Linked DNA regions of Mus musculus: regions 2, 3 and 4 are each linked to region 1. The links are chromatin contacts, called in public Hi-C maps. All regions are on one chromosome and are shown on one strand. Each heading gives the region's core, a stretch centred on a gene start, on an enhancer-like site or on the middle of the called end of the contact. The rest is flanking DNA. Distances are from core to core; before and after follow the strand shown. Region 1 has its middle 9.7 kb from the start of Gm31423. Region 2 has its middle 34 kb from the start of Klf3. Region 3 has its middle 14 kb from the start of Gm43837. Region 4 has its middle 41 kb from the start of Gm3716.

Region 1 (2,825 bases), core at 152-2,651:
GAGATAAGAGGACAAAGGCAGGAGATAGAAGAGGAAGAAGGGGAAGGGAGCAAGGGAGAGGGGAGCAAGGGAGAGGGGAAGGGGGATTTGTCTTGGAGGGAAATGGGACAAAGGACTTCCTCTGATGGAGAGGAGACAGACCGTCACATAGGAAAATGGTGGTTTATAAAGGGAAAAATGGGAAACCCCGTGTTAGGATGAGGTGTTTAACTTTAATTGGGCATGTTAATTAGGTGAGCCCAAGAGGGCTTTTGACCGCTGGACTTCAGTATTTTGATAGTTGGACCTTGGTAGTCAGCCTCAGGAGGAAGAAGTGGCCAAATAAAGAACGGACCTTGGAGACTAGCATTAGGAATGAAATCTACGGACTTTTAGCAAGACAGAGGGAATTGGGGAGAAGGACGAGGCCTGTCAGAGCCATGACCACCACACTTGACCTAGCCGGAGTCCCTTCAAATTCTTAACCACAGAAAACATGTTGCCACTCTGAGCTCACCTTAACACGGAGAGTGCCATGCAGCCCAAGATGGCCAGCACACTCACTGCCCCTGCCACCATATGCAACTGTAGAGAGAAAGTGAAGGCAAGTGAGAAGCAAACAGCAGATGACAGCCACAGAGAAGCATATGAACAGGAACTTTTAAAGATGGGAAAAGAATTCCTAGTGGGGGACACGAGGAGATATGCATACTCATTACCTTCTCATTATCCTCAAATAATACCGCCCAGCTGCGGCTCCCCTGTAAAGTCAAAAAGTTCCCGTGAGTTGGAAACAGAGCACAAGAGTTTTCTCCTAACACAGGATGGTGCCAAATGTGAGTGCTTACATAAATAGATCAAGAGTCTCTCCACCGAAGACACATCCATGTCCAGGCTTGCCTGTGGCCTGACTCTTCCCCTGACTACATAATGATTAATAGGCTGTAGCAATATAGTGTGCCAGATACCTGTATTTGGTTATGAATGGAGAAATTATTTATAGTTGCCTGAAGCCAGCGTGGCTGTCTGGTACTTCTATGGCTTTATCTTACAAAAATAATATATATCATAAAGAATATATATGTGTGTGTGTGTGTGTGTGTGTAGGTATTTAATATGAATCTGGTGGGTGTTGCCATAACCAACCTTCATAGGTAAAAAAAGAAGGAACAATGTCTTTTCAAGTAGTCATGAGGAAAGTGAGAAAACAAAGCACTTTGTAAATGAATCCCTGACCCTGTGAGAGGAATCTTCACAGAAACCACAAAATGTTGGCTTTTGACTAAGTTCCCAAAAGAAAAAGTCAGTTTCCTGTTTGCTTGGGGTTGTATTTTAATTTCTTTTTGGTTGTGGTTAGATAATTTTCAAGAACATATGGGAAAAGTCTTGGCAGTCAGTCCCTCTCGTCCCCACAGGATGGCAAAAGAAGTGTGCAAATGAAAACGGGACACAGCACTTCAGCCTGACACGATGCCCCATGGTGCCAGCCAGCGGCTTCTTGGGGGATAATTTACAGCTGACGACTGAGGACTTGAGAAACCATGCTCAGCAACAGTTTACAAAGCTGAGAACAGAAAGCAAAGACTGCTGAAACAGCATTAGACACACACACACAGTGTCACACACACACACACAATCACATAATACATACATACTCACACAAACATACACAGACATACACACACATATATATATATACACACATTCACACACACATACACACACACTCATACAGACACGCACATATACAATGCACACATGCATACACATACCCACACATACACACACAAATTCACATACACATACATACATACATACACATACAGATACACACAGAGCTACACACACACACACACACACACACACACACACACACACACTGTCATCTGAGATTAAGTCTGACCAGGCTACTCACAGTGTTAAAAATAATAACCCAAAGTTTTACAGAGCAGCTCAGTAGTTGCACTTAGTGCTATAACGGCATCTTCCTATTTAACCCTAATAACCTTAGATGCTTAGAAAAATAAGGCGGACTGTTTAAAATCCCCAGCCAGCAGGCACTCCAGCTGACTGTTGATGTTGAACACAGCTGTGTCCATAGCCTGAGCTTTTAACCACTAGAACGTGTTGTCAAACCCTGATGTTATAACAAACACTTTTGGTGGAATGGATGGTGTCTTTACCACATCACATATGTTCCTGCTATGAATAGTAAATGAGCATACCGTGAAATAATGAAATAGTTATGATTTTGCACAAATGCTTCGTTACAGAGCCCTTGAGTAGAAACCCTGCCACAGTCAGTGCACAGGTAATTAAAGACATTGTAAATAGTGCATCTTTTACCTTCTCAGCCTTCCGTGATTGATAAAACGCTAGGTAGATTGAGTAGGGATAAAAGACAGAGAACATGGATCATGGGCATCAAGAACTAAACTTGGGATGGCAGTCAAGTTTGTGGCCTCAAAAACATCTTAAAGGGTATTTTTTTGCAATAAATTAACATTTTAGAATTTATGAACTTACAGTACAAATTTCTTAAGCTGACACACGATAAAATGGAAAATATGAATAGCCTCATGTCTATTGAAAGAATTAACTTTGGGGCTAGTGATGTGTCTCAACAGGTAAAGGTACTTGGTGGCAGGCTGGATGGCCTGGGTTCAACACCTGCATCCCACGTGATAGAAGGACAATGGATCTGACTCCCACAAGTTCCCCTTAGACCTCCACACAGGCACTGTGATGCCAAGAAAAATAAAAAGAATTTAAATGTCTATTTTAATTTTTTTTTCCTACAAGGAAAACTCTAGGTCCAGATAATTTGCTGAGAAATTCTATCAAAT
Region 2 (2,825 bases), core at 144-2,643, 250 kb after region 1:
GAGGACACGTCCCACTCTGGTAAAACAGATTTTACAACTAAATAAATATAATTTTCTTTGGAAGTGTTTTCTACTTGATATTCTGACTGAGGTGGCAGTTCTAAATCATGAACAGAAAACTAGAGGGCTGATACTCCAAGCCCTGCAAGGCTATGGGTACAGAGGAACTTTAATTCAGTAACATGGCTGCTCTAACAAGAGGTCACATCCAAAGATATAAATGCAGGCACATCACACACCTTTAATCCCTCTGTCTGGAATACAGACATACACCTTTAATTCCATATACAATGACATCTAATTGAGGGGCAGACAAAGTGACCAATCAGAGAAACATTCGAAAGAATAACTGAGAGATAGGATAAGCCCAACTCTCATGAGAACAGGCAAGAAAGGGGGGCTACTTAAAGAGCAGTGAAGGAGACAGAATCCAATTCAATCCTGTTCAGTTCTATTCCATTTAGTTCAGTTCAGTTTGGTGCAGTTCAGGGCACTTCTGTCCATGGAGTTCAGAGGCAGTTTTTCCCAAGCAGAGCAATTCAGTCAGAAGCTGAGAGAAGCCGATTTGAAGCAGTTATCTTCAAGAGGAGTTGGAGCCGACAGCTGAGTTGAACCAGCCAGCCAATGTTCAGAAAGAGCTAAGAGAGATGAGTTTATTCAGGAGTAAATTTCATTGGTTGAAACAGTCTAGGCCTAGGTTAGTAGACAGAGGCTGAAAGCTGAAGTCGTCAAGTCCTGGGCTCCCAGAAGATTAGATGTTACAAAGACAAGAAGATTCAAGGACTAGAGAGAGTAAAGGCAGAAAAGAAAATGTTCTAGGCTCAGTCAGCCATGTGTTTGCAGAGCTTGGATATGGCTTTCATCTAATCACTTAATCTGAGGAAATAAAAATTGCATTGACATTTACAACATGACATGAAGATGAGCAGGCCCAACAAGCACTTGTATTGTTAGAGGACCACTTCAGACATTGGGCAGACAAATGTTCAGATTATAGTAGCTATAGAATTGCAGAGAGGCCCATCCGTGTCTCTGTGTACAGTATCCAGCTATTATGTGCTCACAAAAATATCCTTTACCTCACAGAGTTCTTCTAAAAGGTTTCTCAAGGGGCTGGAGACATGGCTTGGTGGTTAAGTGCACTGGCTGCTCTTCCAGAGGACCCAGGTTCAATTCCCAGCTGACAGCTCACAGCTGTGTGTAACTCAAGTTCCAGGAGATCTGGCACCCTCATACAGACATACATACAGGCAAAACACCAACAACGCACATAAAATAAATAAATAAACCTTTTTTAAAAAAACTAAGACTCAGCAAGATTCATGGCTTGGTGCAACTTCCCCATAATGTGTAAGAGAGCCTTTATAGCTGCAGCAGTTAGAGAAATTCAGATTGCTTCTGGCTTGTTGTCTGTTTCATGCTTTTGGTTCGAGGTCTGAATCTAAACTTCCTCCTGCCATGCCTGCTACCTGCTGCCACATCTCCCTGCCATGACAGAGTCTTATCCCTGTCAAGTTTTAATCCCAAATAAACTCTTTTATAAGTTGTCTTGGTCATGGTGCTTTCTCACAGCCACAGAAAAGAGGCCATTGCACAAATTCGTCTAAACTGTTGGACTTGTTGACATAAAATGATCTACAGTTTTTTTCATTATGTTCATATCTATTGTGCCTATAACACATTTTTTTTTCCTACTAGTATTACTAACGTCTGCCCTCTCCCTTTTGAGTCTAGCTGGAGGGTTATAATTTAACTGAACACTTTTAAACCAACATTAGTTTTCATAGTTTCTATCATTTCTTTTTCTTTTCTTTTATTGATATGTGCTTTTTATATTTATGATCTTGTATCTTCTTATTTGGATTTAACTTGTTCATTTCTTGCTTTTTGTCGAGGTGAAATCTTAGATTACTGATTTTTAGACCTTTGTAATATAAGCCTTTACTGTCTCGCATTTGCCTTGGCTAAATCCCACAAGTTTTTGTACATGTGTTTTTATTTTCTCCTAGTTCAAAATATTTTCTGTTTCTTTGTGATTTGTTTCCTTTATCTGTGTGTTGTTTGGAAGTGTCCTGCTTTGTTCCCAAATATTTAGAGATTTTTCCAAATAGCTGCTATTGATTTCTAATTTATTTAATTATAGTCAAAGGACATACTCTATGACTGCAATACTTTTAACTTTGTTGGACTTGTTTCATGGTTAAGTTATGGTCTCCTTTGGTTAATATCCTAAGTGAACTTGAAAAAAAATGTGTATTTAGATGTCTTTGGGGCAAGTCCAATTAGATCCAGTTAATTGATGACAATGTTCACAACTTCAAACTCCTGTTGATTCTATCTTCTTGCTTTGTTGATTATTAAGTGAAAAGTGTTGAAATCTGAAACTGTAACTATAGATTGTTAAACCGTCCTCTCACGAAGAGCTGTGTTTGTAGCTTAGTGGTAGATAACACTTCCAAAGTTCTAGATTCAATCCCCAACCCTGAAGGAAAAAAAAAATCCTTCAGAACTGTGAGGTTTTGCTACAAATGTTTCAAAGCTACCTTGTGCTTAGAGTGGTCAAAAAGTATGCATATCATATCTTTTAGGTGGTATTTACACTTCAACCATTATGAAAAATCTCTTTTCATTACCAGTAACATTTCTATTTTCTATTATCTATTCTGATACTAATACAACCAGTCCAGCTTTCTTGTAATATATATCTGTATAACATGTCTTTTGCCTTTCTTTCAGATGCAGCTGGCTTGTACATTTAAGGTGATTTTCTTGTTTATGTTATATCTTAACTGTTCTTTGACAGTGTGACAACCTCTGACTCTTAA
Region 3 (2,825 bases), core at 197-2,696, 130 kb before region 1:
TCTTCTCTCTCTGAGAGAAAATCCCTTTCCAGCCTCCCTCTGCTTACAGCTACCTTTCCTTCTGTTTCTTCAGTTCTTGTTGTCGATGTCACAGAAAAGAAAATGATCATTCAGAAAGAACAAAGGGAGGAGGCAAAGGAGCCTGCAAAGGAGATGCTGATTGGCTGAAGGTTTAAGGATGCTGCAAGTGTGGAAGCCAAAGAGGGAGAAGTGCCTGAGACCACCGCCCAGACAGGAGCCATAGCTGACTGTGGAAGGGAGACTAGGAATAGCCACAAGAAAGAAATTTCCATTCAGAAGGAATGGAACGGGCAAAAGAATTTGGGAAGAAGTTGAGTGGTTAATCTACTCAGGTTTTACCTTCTGATGTTGATGTTTCTAAGAAATTGTGATTGCAGAAAGGGTCAGAACATTTTCTGTCTTCTCAGCTACTCAGATTGGAATTTCAGAGTCCACTTGGGCTGGCAGGCTGAGACAGACAGTATCCCCAGACCATGTCCCCCATACCCCTTCCCACAACTCCCCCCCGCCCCCCCGCCCGTACCATCTTCACCTCCAAGGAATGAGGGAACACCTTGGGCAGGTCTGGGCAGGGCAGGCCTGTTTTGCCCAGGTCAGCTGTGGTCGCCTCAGGAATGAGAAAGAAAGCCTGACTATAAACAAGACTTTTTCCACGATCCCTTGATGTGCGCTCCTTATGGGAGGCACAGGACGTCCAGAGCTCTCTTCTCAGTGTTTGGCTAGGGCTTACCTGGCTTCACGCTCTTCACTCTCCTCTACCTCTTGACCTCACATGCTGATTTGTGCTTCTGGGGTCTTACATAATATGTTATCCTGGAATCATGTTTTAAATGGTGCTTTGTGAAAATGGCATTGCTGGGGCTAATGCTGCACCACAAAGTAATCCCTGGAGATGCGGAGTGTGGTCCAGGGCCAGCAGCATCAACATCTCTTGGGAACTTGTTAGAGATACAGGCCCCAGGGTCCTACCTGTGGGTGGAGTACTGCCATCAGAATTTTAACAAGCCCTATGGTGGGTCTGACTTTTGAGCATGCTCCAATTAGGAAGGAAGCTATTTAATGCCAGGAGATGGAACCCTGGGTTTGTAGACTTACCAAGGAACCAAAAATACCATTTGTCTGCTGCAAGACCCTAGGCTTGTTGCACCAGAGGCAGAGATGTGATTTCTTAGCAAGCTAATGAACCTTTGCTCTCCAAGATGGAGGGGGTGTGGGGGGGGGAGGAGCTTTTGACAAGGATGCAGGGGGTGGGGGACTTCCTGATGGGGGCAGGTGACCTTCACAGGAAGGGTTTTGGTTCCAGCACAACTACTGTGAAGGAATGCTCCCATTCAGAGCTGTAGGATGTCCTGAGGGGGGTGGGGGTGGGGGTGGGTACCTCCCTCCCTTCTTGGAAGTTGCCACACCTAATTCTCTAGCATGCCGGCCGGCTGGGAAGAGGAAATGGACTGTGACTGAAGTGAGAGAAGCTCAAATGCTCGGTGAGGGACTTTTCTGAGGGCAGTGCCTGGAACCAACTTTCAGTGTGGGTTGTGCAATCTCCTTTGGACATCTCTTCTTGGGGCAGGAGAATGGAACCGCTAAGTGTCCTGAAGGGACTTTGGTCCTGGCTTTTCATGATGTAGCTCTGTACTCCTGGGGAGATCCCTCAATCTTTCAGGGCCACTAAAGCCTTGCTCATACACCGGAAATGATGATAGCAAGACGGACAGAAGTTTGGCAGGTTTTGGGTACCATCCCAGGTAAGCACCAGTCAGTGCTGGGTCTAGAACAGTGCACTAAGCTTGAGTGGTGCAGACACTGTATCCCCCACACGCTCACTGAAAGGACAAGGGATTCATAGTCTCCCACTGAAGTAGCTGGAAGGCCACCACTCTGCAGCTATTTCAGACCTTTATGCTCAGCACAATATTACCATGATCCTGTTCCCAGAGCTTAATGGAACTCTAGAGAGGTGTTCTTCATGGTGTTTCCTATTGCTGGGATATCTCCTCTTCTGGTCACTTGTCTTTCAGGAGAGTGGTTGTAAGAAAGCCGTGAGGGCTTACATCTCTTCCCAGGCCTGAGGGAGGAAACAGGTAAAAAGAAGAGAAAAATGAAGTCTCTAGGGTAGAACGACAAGGTGTACAGGAGGTAGCAGCTCCCAGCGGGGCTCAGCTGGAGATGGTTGGAAGAGTGACTGTGTCTCCTTCCATCCGCGAACAGTGCAAGCTTCTGCCGGTAAAGGTCACAGCTTACGACGGGGTCTGTCTTTCTCAACACACGGGCTGAGATACAGGTCCTGGGCAGAGCCACTCATAGGAGGGGTGTCTGGTTCTTTGCTTTTAAGCTGTACCGGTGAGGGAAGGCAACTTTGATAGCATCGTAACTGATCAGAGATCAGTACATTGCATAGACCTTGACCATGCACATGGCTTCCGCCCCGGGTGTTATCCCTAGATATTTTATCGTGCCCCAGAGCAGGTGCAGGTCATGCAGGAGAAGCAGGCTGGAAGGGCCCTGGGAGGTCCCCTTTCTGCAGAGTGCTCTGGCCTGCCAGAGAACAGGAACCAACAGCAACAACAACAACAACAAAATCTGGAACTAATGCGTCTGGATTTTTCCCAAGTGGCCTGCTTTTCCCTGTGGGTGAGCTACAGGGTCCCTCTCATAGCCTGCCCTTCCCTCCTGTCCCCCTGTATGGTCATCTCCATGATGGCTAGATATTCCCTTTGTGGCCACCATTAGAAAGTTCAGCAGGGTGAGCTTTTCAGAAAAGCTGCTATTTAAAAACAGGAACCTGAAAGATACATTAACGGGGGGAA
Region 4 (2,825 bases), core at 193-2,692, 130 kb after region 1:
TGAGGTCCTATGCTCGGGCTCTTCCCAGTGTAGAAGAGTCCCCTCCCCTCCTGGCTGCCTTTGGATCAAGATGCAGAACTCTGGACTTCTCCAGCACCATGTCCACCTGCATACTGCCTTGCTCCCTGCCATGATGATAATGGACTGAACCTCTGAAACTGTAAGCCACCCCCAGTTAAATTATTATCTTTATATAAGTTGCCTTGGTCATGGTGTCTCTTCACAGCAATGAGACCCTAACAAAGATAAAGACCAAGTGTAAAGTCATCTTAATAGCCTATGTTCTCTCCAACCCATCCCTGTTCCCCTTCACACACACACACACACACACACACACACACCTCCTACTGGGGACTCTGGGGCACCTGGGCACCTGAGCACATTCTTCCAGTGTCCCAGTGTGATTACCTGTGACTTGCTGGTTTAGCAAGGAACATAGCAACGGACCTGCCATGGGGATGATTCAGATCACTAAGGTGTTGGTGTTACTCTGGCCCAGGTCTTCTGACAGGGTGCTGTCTCCATGGCTTTGTAGAGGGATCCAGAGACTGTCAGGAGCTCACCTCAGAGATGCTCAAAGACAGATTCTTGGAAGCAGCAATGATCAGTTTCATCTCTTGCTCATGATATTCAAGTGTCCCTTGGCACTGTGAAACCTTGCTCTACCAAGGTTTTACAGTGCCAAGATGTGATATCTGTAGACTTGCTTTCCTTTTGTAAAGTGTGCTTTATTAAAGAAAAAAAAAAAAAAACCAAAAACCACTTCTTTATACTAATAAGATGTCACGCAAGTAAATCCCCCTTCTAATAAGCAAACATTGGAATCTTCAGTAAGTGGCATGGTAAATTATATTAAATTTTACTGACATCCTTGATCCCTAAAGTGAGTCTGTGGGTCTAATGATAAGCATGGAGAGTAGATAAAGTATGCCAAGGGGCTGTAAGGACCTAGAATGTTGTACGGATTTAATATGTCCTTTGTGATTGGGTCGCTGGCAGATTGTATGAACACATCCCACCTACCTTCGTTCGTGGGACTCAGTCCCAGAGCTGTACTCTTGGCTCAGACACACACTGTCCCTGTCTCTTCAGCTAGTGCTGTCTTGTCAAGATGAGGTTTTGTTATTGTGTTTGCTACTGAACTAGGCAGTGAGCCGCTAAAGACCACTACAGAAAAACCTCTTATATATTTTTTTAAAGCAACAACAACAAAACTGTCTCCAGGAACAAGAAAATCTTCAACAAAACAGTCTGTTTACCCTTGAAAAAAAAACAAGCATGGTCTAACCCTACGGTCCCCACCCCAGAATTACCACAGTTTACCACAGCAGGTACTCAGAAAGACCACAAAATTACTACTGCTGAATAAAGGGCCCCTGTCTCCACACACCCCTTCCTTTAGGAACAACATCTTCTCTAGACCCAAGCGATAACCTTGTGGGGTTCCTTCTGAGTCATACTAGGGGGTGGGGTGTGTATGCCCCAGCTCTGACCTTGTGGCGGCTGGAGGAGAATGACTGATTTCTTCACACTCAAATCTTGGTAAGTCTCATTACAAGTCACTGCAGCTCTGGGTGCCTTAACTCCCAGTGGCATTGTCAGGTTGGTTGACAAGGACTCCCTATCCCTTCCCCAGATGATGTGAATTCTGACCTCTGGTAGACCTTGACCCCACAGATTCAGAATCCCAGAGCAGCAGAACTCAAATTATAAATATATTTTATATTTATACTTTATGAAAGTGGCTTGCATACAGGCATTCATTAAAAATTTTGACATTGTGTCAAGTATGGGTGTCCACACCTTTAATCCCAGAGCAGAGGCAGGTGGACCTCTGTGAGTTTGAGGCCAGCCTGGTCTATTGAGTTCCAAGACAGCCAGGCTGTTACAGAGAGAGACTCTGTCTCATAATAAAAACAAATAAAAACGAAAAGATTAACAGTACTAAATTTATTAAAACTAGGATAGAAATAACAAAAACATCCTTAGATTTAAAATATATTTCTGGAAAACATAAAAGTATATAATATAGAGTAATTGGCCCGAGGATCACGTTCTGGTGTGTGAGACCCATCTACAGATGATTCTTAGGTTTTTAAGAGCGCCAAACAAAATTTAAAAGAAACTATTTCATAACCTATGAAATTCAGATTTCACTGTCTACACCTAAGGTCCTGGCACAGAGCTAGGTCCACTCACTCACAGTGTGTGTCTGTGGCACTACTTAGACACCTCCTCGGCATAGCAGGACTCTGGCTGGGACAGTGTGTGGCCCACAAAGTACAAAGTACTTACTGTCTGGCTCTTTAGAGAGGGAGCTTGTTGGCCTTTAGAGTAAAGGAAGATAGTATTCAAACTTGTTCTTTCCCAAAGCAACATCTTTTTTTGTTTCTCTGTTTCATGTCTGCTGGCAGAGAAGCTCATGGATTATCTCATTTGTGCATTCTTAGAATAATTAATATTTATTCTTAGAACAAACAAGACTTTTCTCCTAAAGGAATAGAGCTCAATTGCTGTAAAAATAAAGAGTAATGGAGGAGTAAGGCAGGCTGCCATTACCAGTAAATGACGGTGATATCCAGAGAAGATGTCTTCCTGTGTGTCCTTCCAGCCTCGTGGGGCTGTGAGTCAGGGAGGGGAGGCAGATGCATGCACGTATGTGTCCACATGTCTGGTGGTAGCCAGAGGTGTCATTTCTCACCCACTGTCCACCTTGTCTTTTGAGATGGGGTCTCTCATTGCTTTGGATCTTGCCAAGTAGGGTCGGCTGGCCAGCCATCGGGTCTGGAGCGGGGCCTGTCTCCATTTGCCCAGTGTTTGGATCG

What was found. A called contact is a pair of places that touch in the nucleus more often than the background predicts.
Region 2: a contact with region 1 is called in a Hi-C map of bone marrow-derived macrophages, with 29 read pairs. The contact joins two enhancer-like sites. A contact is called at or near these places in 1 of 484 Hi-C or Micro-C datasets (bone marrow-derived macrophages) and 4 of 115 datasets of contacts at active chromatin or transcription factors (the NIH/3T3 cell line, bone marrow-derived macrophages, embryonic stem cells and 1 more).
Region 3: a contact with region 1 is called in a Hi-C map of bone marrow-derived macrophages, with 45 read pairs. The contact joins two enhancer-like sites. A contact is called at or near these places in 3 of 15 datasets of contacts at CTCF or cohesin (the NIH/3T3 cell line, large pre-B cells and pro-B cells), 19 of 484 Hi-C or Micro-C datasets (the 3T3-L1 cell line, 3T3-L1-derived adipocytes, B cells and 12 more), 5 of 115 datasets of contacts at active chromatin or transcription factors (the NIH/3T3 cell line, bone marrow-derived macrophages, embryonic stem cells and 1 more) and 2 of 9 other capture datasets (adipose tissue and embryonic stem cells).
Region 4: a contact with region 1 is called in a Hi-C map of pancreatic cancer cells, with 1.7 times the contacts expected there. The contact joins two enhancer-like sites. A contact is called at or near these places in 10 of 39 promoter capture datasets (the C10 cell line, cranial neural crest, embryonic stem cells and 6 more), 11 of 484 Hi-C or Micro-C datasets (the 3T3-L1 cell line, 3T3-L1-derived adipocytes, B cells and 7 more) and 6 of 115 datasets of contacts at active chromatin or transcription factors (CD8 T cells, craniofacial prominence, embryonic forebrain and 3 more).

Annotation. Positions count from the first base shown.
Region 1 is chr5:64,520,775-64,523,599 of GRCm38.p6, forward strand. No RefSeq gene overlaps it. Among named protein-coding and RNA genes, the nearest start is that of Gm31423, 9.7 kb to the right of the region's middle. Within about 2 kb of position 1,402, at least 42 of the 459 cell types and tissues checked have an H3K27ac peak or open chromatin away from gene starts, as enhancers often do. A contact at or near this core is called in bone marrow-derived macrophages, pancreatic cancer cells and pro-B cells, where this site is marked.
Region 2 is chr5:64,768,173-64,770,997 of GRCm38.p6, forward strand. No RefSeq gene overlaps it. Among named protein-coding and RNA genes, the nearest start is that of Klf3, 34 kb to the right of the region's middle. Within about 2 kb of position 1,394, at least 2 of the 459 cell types and tissues checked have an H3K27ac peak or open chromatin away from gene starts, as enhancers often do. A contact at or near this core is called in bone marrow-derived macrophages, where this site is marked.
Region 3 is chr5:64,390,140-64,392,964 of GRCm38.p6, forward strand. No RefSeq gene overlaps it. Among named protein-coding and RNA genes, the nearest start is that of Gm43837, 14 kb to the left of the region's middle. Within about 2 kb of position 1,447, at least 53 of the 459 cell types and tissues checked have an H3K27ac peak or open chromatin away from gene starts, as enhancers often do. A contact at or near this core is called in bone marrow-derived macrophages and pro-B cells, where this site is marked.
Region 4 is chr5:64,650,184-64,653,008 of GRCm38.p6, forward strand. No RefSeq gene overlaps it. Among named protein-coding and RNA genes, the nearest start is that of Gm3716, 41 kb to the left of the region's middle. Within about 2 kb of position 1,443, at least 37 of the 459 cell types and tissues checked have an H3K27ac peak or open chromatin away from gene starts, as enhancers often do. A contact at or near this core is called in pancreatic cancer cells, where this site is marked.